Regions from separate parts of the Hordeum vulgare genome. Here region 2 is linked to region 1. A link is a contact called in public Hi-C data. All regions are on one chromosome and are shown on one strand. The core of a region is the stretch at or near the end of the contact, and the rest is flanking DNA. Distances in the headings are between cores, read along the strand shown. Region 1 holds the start of LOC123443899 (MYB-like transcription factor TCL2). Region 2 holds the start of LOC123439983 (GDSL esterase/lipase At1g28600-like).

Region 1 (4,939 bases), core at 305-2,804:
TGGTGGTAGTGTTGATGGGTTGTTCATCTGTAATCAGTTTGTATCGGTTTTCATCTGGATTTCCGTGAATTAACTAGGCAAAAAAAAATTAATTAATCGATGAGGCAACGCTTTTGCCTCCGTTTCGAAAAAAAGTGCCTTTGAAATCGGATTCTTCTTTTTCAGGGGGGAAATCGGATTCTCTTGTAACGGCCGTACAATGCTACAGAAAGGTAACGGTGACAGACCAGCTTTATCTGGAGAAACTTCTGGCTACACAAAAACGTGAACCTTCAGCTTCAGGTCCCCGCCGGATCACGTGAAGTCCCGACCGGATCACGTGGTTGCCACGCGGGCCGGGCCGACCCAGACAGCTACAGTTGAGCAGCAAACAAGACGGACTAACTGTCCACCAACCATCGGACTGCCTGTTCTAGCCGTGCCGTGCGTGGGAGCGGTATTTGGATTGGGATTGGGATTGGGATTGGGATGAATGGATACTCGACAGTGCTCGCTAGCCACCACAAAATTGCTTTGGTCGCGACGCATTCCAATTCTAAATCGATCCATACTACTATTATAGGTCACACATCACCCGGAAAAATAATTGCATAATTCAGTCCCCAGGCCCAGCCATACCAAGAAAGGTCAACAGATCTATTGCTCCGTGAACATGGGCTTCAAGTTTGATTAGCACCGCAAAGAGCAGTTTTGTTTACTCAAAATATGTTTATTTTCTGTATAGCGGAATTTTTGTGTCGAGTTTATCAGGATGCCGCAAGGGCAAGTAATAATAACGGGTAAGAAAGACGACTTAGTAACAAAACCGTTCCTTATGAAACAATTTATTCATCCATGTGGACGAAATATGTGGACGAAATCAGCAGTAAATACAAGTGCCATGATGACACAAGTGTGATAATGAGGCCCCCATAAATAAAATACTTTTAAGACATTTAATGAGATTGAGAATTGCAGTATTGACATCGAGTAATTACCTATGAATTCCAGCCAACCATTATAGTACTACTCAAGAATGATGCTTTCAGAATAGACCTCTTTCACATTGAATAGTACTCCCTCTATTTTAAAATAAGTGACTCAACTTTATATTAATTCTAATACAATGTTAGTATAAAGTTGAGTCACTTATTTTGAAACGGAGGAAGTACTATACTGCAAGACCTCCAGAAAATGAACTGCGGAACATGGTAACCCAAAGGAGCTAAGCAATATATTGATCTTTCCTCCTACCATGCTACCACAACACTTTTTAAGTAGAGTATACTGCAAGACCCGCAGGGTGGAATCAATCAATCAACAATGCTAACAGTACGATGATGCCTCACAACAACCAATGTACCAAAAATAACGACAAAATAGTGATTATTGGAAATGAGATAATCAATCAGGAGATTGCTTGAATGGGTGGAAGAACGACTTTCAAGGTGGGCGCATGCATAGTTGTCATAAAGGTTGGATAGTACGTCTACTTATATTGAGTTTCAGCTTTTAAATGAAGTGAAGAAGCTCGATTCAGTAAATTGACTTCTCAGCTTCAATCAACCATGCACTTCTCTAAAATCAAATCATGCTAGGGTCTTCTCTGGCAGATGATTTGGGAAGGCCAGAAGGCAACAGCCACTGACCTAGTCAATACTGACCACCAACTCCGTGTCTTTAAAACCAGGGGTTTTCTCATGTGTTTTTGTGGGCAGAACTAAGGTGCGGCGCCTCATACTGTAACCCCCCACCCACAACCGCCGCTACACTCACAAGCTAACCTCACCATTTGAGCAAGCATATGAGCAGCAAAAGCTTGGGCAAGAACTCCAAGATCATGAGTGGCCGTGAAAGAAAAGGTTCGCCACCATCCTGTTTCGCTTGCTTGTTCCTTTCAATCCTCTTCACTCTCTTCTCCAAATTATACTCTCCCTCTGTTTCACTAGATATGTACATGGAGGCACAAAATTGAAGTTCTTTTCGATGGAGTTGGACCATCTTAGCCACTGTTAGATAGACACACTACTGTTCTATCTAATGTGAGCAAGTTAGCCCGATTCCATCGAACATTACTGAACTTTCATGCCTTACCAGATGGATATAGGAACTGCAGGCAGTACCTTTTATTTACTGCCATTTTGGTAAAAAATAAAGGAGAACTAAAGAAGGATGAAGAAACAGTGCATGTTTTCTTAATATGATTTTTAGTGAACTAAAGAAGGATGAAGAAACAGTGCACGTTTTCTTAATATGATTTTTAGTGAACTAAAGAAGGATGAAGAAACATACATATTCAAGAGAACAAAGCAAAACCGAGGGAAGGTTGTACCAGTTTCAGAGTAGATCAGCAAGGAAGCAATGCACTTGTAACTACAGAAATTATAAAGAAATCGTAGAAGTAATAAACAGGATATTTGTTACTCCCTCCGATCCAAAATAAGTGTCACAGTTTTGAACCGGGGTTAGTTCAAAACTGCGACACTTACTATGGATCGGAGGTAGTACTAGACAAGAGTTAACCTTGAAGCCAGCGGAGGCCAGAGTACATCTTTGGTCTCTTCCAGCATACGAGTAAACTCCTCCAAGGAACATTTTGAATTCCAGTGGTGAACACACATGTCATTTGTTAAATATTCATATATGGTTGCTACTAGAGTTTGTTTCTTAATTTTATGACCATATTTTTAAGTTTCTAATATTTATGTAATGTTGGCAGAAGTTAATAGCAACGCAAAGCATTTTGTTGATTTCACGGAGGCAGAGGAAGATCTTGTTTTCAGAATGCACAGACTTGTCGGGAACAGGTTTCCTACTGCCCTTATACTGATATATACCTACATATACATGTGAAATGTGTTTTGAGTGAATGAAGATCATTTGACAGACTCGTGAAATCCATAAATCTATCAGTTCCAAGCAAGTAATATTATCTGTGATTCCCTAATCGCGCTTCTCATATTATGGGCTTGTGCAGGTGGGAACTTATAGCTGGAAGAATCCCCGGAAGAACAGCAGAAGAAGTAGAGATGTTCTGGGCAAAAAAGCACCAGGACCAATGAAAGGGAAAGCAGGATGCATCCAGTAAAACTAGATTGACATATAGGGTGCTTTTTCCTGTCCATCAAAAACCTGTGTTGATCTTACTCGTCCTATCTTCTCACCCATGCTAAAAGCTGTTAGGAATAAGCAACTTGTATTCCCATGAGGCCATAGGCCGATATATATACATGTACAGGTGATGGGCTATATGCAGGAAAACACCTTATATATTGGGATAAATACAAAAGGGTACATGACTTATATTATAACTCTAACACCCCCCCTCAAACTCATGGTGGATGAACAACACTGAGTTTGGAGAGATAAAAGCCATGTTGTGCTCTAGTCTGGGCCTTCGTCAGGAAATCCGCCAACTGTAACTCCGAAGGCACATACTGAAGAGCAACTACATGATCCTGCACAGCAGCGCGCACATAGAAAGCATCAACACCAATATGCTTGGTGAGCTCATGCTTCACAGGATCGCGCGCAATGCTAATAGCACCTGTACTGTCAGATAAGAGCAGAGTCGGTGTAGTGACAGAAACAGCAAAATCCTAAAGTAACCACCGTAACCAAGTCACTTCTGCCGTCAAAAGAGCCATCGCTCGCAACTCAGCCTCTGCACTCGAACGAGAAACTGCAATCTGTTTCTTCGTCTTCCAGGCAATGAGAGAACCACCAAGAAAAACACAGTAAGCAGAAAGTGAACGGCGATCTGAAGGATCACTAGCCCACGTAGCATCCGAATAGGCCTGAAGCTGTAAAGAACTGGAGCGAGGAAAGTATAAACGGTGAGAGATCGTGCCCCGAAGATATCAGAGAACACGGAGGAGATGACTATAGTGAACCGATGTGGGAGTAGAGACAAACTGACTCAGAATATGAACCGGATAAGAAATATCCGGACGAGTGACAGCTAGATAAACAAGACTGCCAACAAGATGACGATAGCGCGTCGGGTCAAGCAGGGGATCACCATCAGTAGCAGAGAGGTGAACATTGAGCTCCATAGGAGTCTCAACAATGCGCTCATCAGTAAGAGCAGCACGAGCAAGAAGATCCTGGATATACTTTTCCTGGGATATAAAAAAGCCATCAGAGGTAGAAGAGACTTCAATCCCAAGAAAGTAGCGAAGAGGTCCTAGATCAGACATAAGGAACTGCTCACTAAGACGAGCCTTGACAAAGGCAATATACTCAGGGTCATCCCCAGTGATGGTCATGTCATCAACATAGAAAAGAAGAAGAGTCCGACCACGAGGAGAAAGGTGAATAAACAATGCAGGATCATGAACACTGGGTGAAAAACCAACAGCAGTCACCACAGAGGCAAAACGCTCAAACCAGGCACGGGGGGCTTGCTTAAGGCCATAGAGAGAGCGACGAAGACGACATACCATTGCCATCAGGAACAGAATACCCAAGTGGAGGCTGCATGTACACCTCCTCACGCAGCTCACCATTAAGAAAAGCATTCTTAACATCAAGCTGAGAGATAGACCAGTGGCGTGTAGAGGCCACGGCAAGAAGTGTACGAACAGTGGTCATATGAGCCACATGAGCAAAAGTCTCGTCATAATCACGACCATGCTCCTGCTGAAAACCACGAGCAACAAGACGAACTTTGTGACGCTCAAGAGAACCATCGAAGCGAGTCTTTACCTTGTAGACCCACTTACAAGTGATGGGACGGACTCCAGGAGGAAGGGAAACAAGATCCCACGTACCTGTGCGTTCAAGAGGAGCAATCTCCTCAGCCATCGCAAACTGCCATTCAGGATGAACAACAGCCTGATGATAAGTAGTCGGCTCAAGAACAGCAGCTCCAGCGGTGGAAAATCCTAAGCGATCAACAGGCGGACGAGGACGAGAACGCAAGCCATAAGTAGGCTGAGACGAGGATGACGACACATCC
Region 2 (5,587 bases), core at 1,745-4,244, 340 kb before region 1:
ACATGTTTGGAGGCTACAATAAGGAATGCTTTTACCCAACATGGATGACAACATGGCCTTTGGATTGGCCCACCTACGTCTTAGGCGTTATACATAATCATATGTATTACTTGTATTTCATCTTTTTTGATTTGAAGGGGGTGGGTAGTTCTAGTCGGTATTTCGTCTTAGGCATTATTCCAAAATAATTTGAGGGAGAGACCAAGTATATGAATGCAAATCAAGAGTGATCCGGGATTTTATGTTGTAGTCTAGCCCTTGCATCATTGAGGCTAGAGGCACCGCACACCACCACCTACAACATACATGAATGCAAAAAAGTTTGTCGTGGCACCTTCAAATCCTCCCTATTATCATCATCTTGAACTCCGACCGCCGATGGCTCCACCTCGACCACCTTTCCTCTCCCGACCCACCTAGCATCAGGAACCTCCTCTCCCGCCTCTAGCAGACAAAGAGAGAGGGGTGCAGGTGGGCGACAACGAATGATGCGACATAATGTGGAAAAACCCTAACACTAGACTCATCTGATATTTCATCAGATATGAGACCTTATGGAAGAAAAGTGAAGCTAGTTCACCATTGAGGGAGTACTTATAGTGGTGTTTGTCTATACAAGATACTTCCTCCGTTCTTAAATATAGTCTTTTTACAGGTTTCACTAGGAGACTACATACAGATGTATATAGACATATTTTAGAGTATAGATTCACTCATTTTACATCGTATATAGTCCCTCATGAAATCTCTAAAAATACTTATATTCAGGAACGAAAGGAGTAGATATTAATAATATTGTGCCCGAATTTTATTGGATGCACATCTATTGGCTAGTGCGGTCAATTCATAGAGGTGTGGGAAAAGGATTTTAGCTTGTTAATTTGAAATGTTCAAAGGGCCTTCACAAAGTACAACAAGTGGACCTAGTTGACAGTTTCTGGAGTGAACCAACTAATATATGAAGGATTTTTTTTCTTAGCAATATTATGACACTATAATAGGTATATGAAAATATATCTTTTAAAATTAATGTATGTGCCATGGTACATACATTAATTTATGATTTTTTTTTTAGAAATCAAAAATAATTTATAAATCTACAATTATTTACGAATTATTATACATTTCATTTTCAAATTTTCATTTTTGAGTTTTCAATTTTGTTATGAAGTCCAAACTTAAATAAAGTATAAATCAAAATGAAGGAAAAGAAAAACAGAACTGAAGATCGCCCAAATACGGGTGGGCCCAAAAGGGCGCTGAGTGTCCTCTTCTAGCGCATTCTTAAAAATATTTTTCTTGATTCGACGAACATTTCTAGAATTGACGGAAAAAGGATATTATGGAACGATTTTCGCAATTGATGAACATTTTTTGAAATGCATTATCCATTTTGATTCAACAAATATTTTATTACTAAATAAAATAATTTTTAATTATGAACAGTTTTCAAGTTTGTATAATGTTTTTTATTTATGAACATTTTTTGAATTTACGAATTATTGTTCTATTTCATGTACATTTTAAAAAATCTATATTATAAAAAATCATGGACGTTTTTATTTCCCGAATAATTGTTCTAAATTTTCAAGTGTTTTATTTAAATCCCAAATATTTTCCGAATCTACAATGATTTAAGAATTAATAAACATTTTTTTATAACTATCATTTTTTATTTTCCTTGTTTTTTGAATTCCAAAATTATTTAAAGTACAGAATATATGACGGAAAAGAAAAAATAAATTAAAAACGAAATTTCAAGCAGGTTGCCGGTCTATGGGCCTGCCCACGCACGCTGTATTGTGTCCTGGCGCGCAGAGCGCAGTATAGGAGGTTCCTACTAGGCCGGCCCAGTCCGTAATTTATTTTTGTGAAACGTTTTGTATTACTTATAGGTGACATTGGTGGGTAATATTTTGCAATTTTAAGGAAAATTTCCGGTACGGTTGACCAGAAACAATCTGTTATTTTTTTAACATATTATTATAGTACAAATGCCCGTGCGTTGCACCGGACGAAAATTAAATAAGGTTACGCTAAGTATTTATTTTTAGACCATGAAATTCGGACGTACCCTAACAATGTTTGACATGACCTATTTCAGCTTCACATCTTCATTTCGTCCGAGGAAAGAATAGGCCGTGTATGAAATAGTCTTTCGATCAAATTTATTTTTATTCCTTGGAATTCCTTGGAATCTTTGAATCAATTTTATTTTTATTCCTTGGATTTCACTGTAATACAAATAATTTGGCCCCAAAAGATTACTACACATATGTTTTTTTACTGTTACTACACGTATGTTATACGGTTTACATTTGGGCCACGTACTCAGTCCAGCCTGGACCGACTGGGTGTGTCTGGTTAGACGCTGGAGCAGCCGACAGCTGAGCACCTCGTCTCGTACCTCTCCCTCCTCCGATTCCAAATGAATCACTATTCCCAAACCTAGCCAAACTGCTGCAAGAGACGACGGCAAGCGATTGCAGGTCCTGCCCCGGCGCTGGCCCTCCCAATCTCCCTCAGTCCTTCCCCTCCCATTCGCCCGTCCCTCTCCGCCTCTCCCTCCCCTGCCCTCGGCCTGTTGCCTTGGGAGCTTAGCAGCTTAATTCATCAAACTTTAAATATAGAGCATATAAATCTATCCATTAGATCACCCGCAAAAAATAAAACTTCATATACAGAGGATACAAATCTATCCTTTAGGTCACACGAAAAACCTAAAACTTTATATACAAAGGATATAAATCTATCCTTTAGAATTTAGATCACCTGCAAAACAAAAAACTTTATATATAGAGGATATAACTCTCTCCTTTAGATCATGTGCAAAAAATAAAAAATTATATAGAGAGGATATAAATCTATCCTTTAGATCACCCGAGTAAATAAAAAAAAACCTATCCTTTACATACATAAAAAAAGTTGCAAGAAATGTATCTTCACGATGTCACTATACTCATTGCCATTCTGCCTTCTATACCCCTACTAGTAGAATTCGGCCTGAAGATGCTATAAAAAGAAGGCCAGATGAACTCCTTTGGATCACAAACCAGTCACCGTCTCAGGCTGCAAACGTTGTAGCAACAGCAGTGTTACGATGGCCCCGGAGCGTCAAGGACACCGTTCCATTTCCTGCTGCATCCTCGTCGTCGCGGTCGTCCTGCTGCTCAGCGCTCGCGGGTCATCTGCTCGTTGCTACAAGCGCATCTTTGCCTTCGGCGATTCCATCATCGACACCGGCAACTTCGTGTATTCGACCGGCAGCGCTCCAAACGCCTTGAAGGAGTTCCCATATGGGATGACCTTCTTCCACCACCCCACAGGCCGCGTCTGTGACGGGCGTGTCCTCCTTGATTTCTACGGTGAGTGCACTTCACAGCACTTGGATCTAGCTACCCCTGTGTGTTCACAATAGTGTGTGGTCGTGACTATTAACAACCGTGTGCATACGTATTGCAGCTCAAGCGCTGGGTCTGCCGCTGGTACAGCCAAGCTTGCCCGAGCAAAGATCGGGGCAATGCACATTCGGTGCCAACTTTGCCGTGTTTGCTGCCACGGCGCTTCCCCCAGAGTACTTCAAAAGATGGAACATTGATATTCCAGGGTCTGCCAACCTCGGCGTGCAGATGGGCTGGTTCAAAGAAGTAGTGCAACGGATAGCACCAGGGCCCGGTAATTAACTTAACCACACGTCCATGCATCATTCACACTAAACCCACACTATTAGTTTTAGTTAATTGGCTACCTAAAATCTTATCAATTAATTTAACCACGTGTCCAGCATGCATGCTAAAACTGCTTTATTAATTGGGCTACGATGGTCTACCAGGTGCCAGGAGACTCCTGGGAGAGTCTCTCATCATATTGGGCGAGATCGGTGGCAACGACTACAACTTCTTGCTCCTCGGTAGAAATCATACTCGTGAAACAGCCTACCAATTCATCCCAGACGTTGTCAACCGCATCATCAGTATTGCGCAGGTGCTTACACGCCATCAATTAGTTTGTACAAACAAATCATCCATGTATCGTATTCGTAGGTGGTTTCATTTGTCATCGTATACATGCAGGAGCTCATCGATCTCGGCGCGAGGACGATCATGATCCCAGGGAACTTCCCCATCGGGTGTGTGCCCAAGTACCTGAACGATCTCCACACGGGCAACCGTGCGGACTATGACCAGTTCGGCTGCCTCAGGTGGTACAACGACTTCTCTATGAGGCACAACATGGCGCTGTCCAATGAGGTCAACAGGCTCAGGGCGCATCATCCATGGGTGAAGCTCATCTACGCTGACTACTTCGGCGCCGCCATGGAAATCTTCAAGAACCCACACAGATTTGGTCAGTAACCGATGCTCGATTGCATTTCTTCTCCTAATTAAAGCGGACTATATATACTACATATGATTTGGTCCATGCACCGCGCTCATTGCTCGATCGTGTTGCGTTTGGGCATGCAGGTATCCGCGATCCTCTTGTGGCATGCTGCGGCGGCGGTGGCCGGTACCACGTTGGGACATGCGACAAGAACTCCGCTATTATGGGTTCCCCAGCTAATGCCGCTAATTGGGACGGCATCCACATGACTGAGAAGGCCTACAACATTATCGCTGATGGGGTGTTGCATGGGCCGTACGCCAACCCGCCGCTGTTGCATTCTTGCTAGAGTTCTTAATTTCCTGTCTTGAGTATATTGATTATTAGAAAATATAAGATAGATTAGGACTTGTCCTACGCTGTCTTATAATTCTAGTTGATCATTGTACTTCTACATATATGTTCATGAGGCTCAAGCAATACAACAACTATTCCATCAATCCCTCTCCCTCTTTTAACATGGTATTTGTGGTAAGTTTCTAGACCTAGGCGTCGCCCGCTTCCGCCCCGCGCCCCGCCTCCGGGGTGGTCGGCCTCCATGACCACCGCCGGGGGCCATGCCGCCCATACCCAGGGTTCCTCCGCTGGCCTTGTTGACTTGCTGTCCTAGAGAGTCTTTTACCGATTTCTTGATCCGGATTTCTCTCTTCCGTCGGTCCCTTTGATCGTCGTCTTAATTTTTTGGTTTTCCAATCCAAGATCGGTTTGTGTCGCTCACTGCCGCCATCGACCACCATGTCTCTACTCCAACATCAGCGCGACACACCTCTTCACCGACCCGGTGGCCTTGCGCGACGCGGCGGCCCCTCACGGTCGTCGATTGCGCGTTTGCTCGCATGTCGCCCTGCACCGGCCGTTGCGATACTTCTCCGATCGGGACTACTTCATCACCATCCGCCTCCACCGTCGCCTCGTACGGTCACGCACCGACTACCTTGGCCCGGCTGTATTGGGCTGGCTCCCAGCTCTGACCGCGTCAGCTGCCTCGGACCGGCTGCCGGCTCAGGCCGCGTCGGCCTCGCCGCTTGCCTCAGGCCGACTGGTGGCTGGCGGTTCTATCGGCCTCGCCGGCTTCCTCGCACCAGTTGCGTTGTCGACCACATCAGGCCGGCTGCAGGCCCTAGCTGTGACCGCGTGAGGCTGACTAAGGCCGGCCCCATCGTCAGGCCAGCTACCTCGTCGACCGAGTAAAGCCGGTTGCCGG

Evidence for each region. Hi-C and Micro-C count contacts between places; a contact is called where the count stands out from the background.
Region 2: a contact with region 1 is called in a Hi-C map of seedling, with 4 times the contacts expected there. The contact joins the promoter of LOC123439983 here to the promoter of LOC123443899 in region 1. A contact is called at or near these places in 2 of 6 Hi-C or Micro-C datasets (leaf and seedling).

The regions. Positions count from the first base shown.
Region 1 is chr3H:374,389,306-374,394,244 of MorexV3_pseudomolecules_assembly, reverse strand. It overlaps LOC123443899 (MYB-like transcription factor TCL2), which reads left to right and starts at 1,554. Exons shown (of 3, transcript XM_045120449.1): 1 at 1,554-1,841; 2 at 2,702-2,786; 3 at 2,957-3,282. The coding sequence starts at 1,784. The coding sequence ends at 3,041.
Region 2 is chr3H:374,731,716-374,737,302 of MorexV3_pseudomolecules_assembly, reverse strand. It overlaps LOC123439983 (GDSL esterase/lipase At1g28600-like), which reads left to right and starts at 2,994. Exons shown (of 5, transcript XM_045116579.1): 1 at 2,994-3,365; 2 at 3,463-3,675; 3 at 3,833-3,984; 4 at 4,074-4,347; 5 at 4,467-4,823. The coding sequence starts at 3,101. The coding sequence ends at 4,672.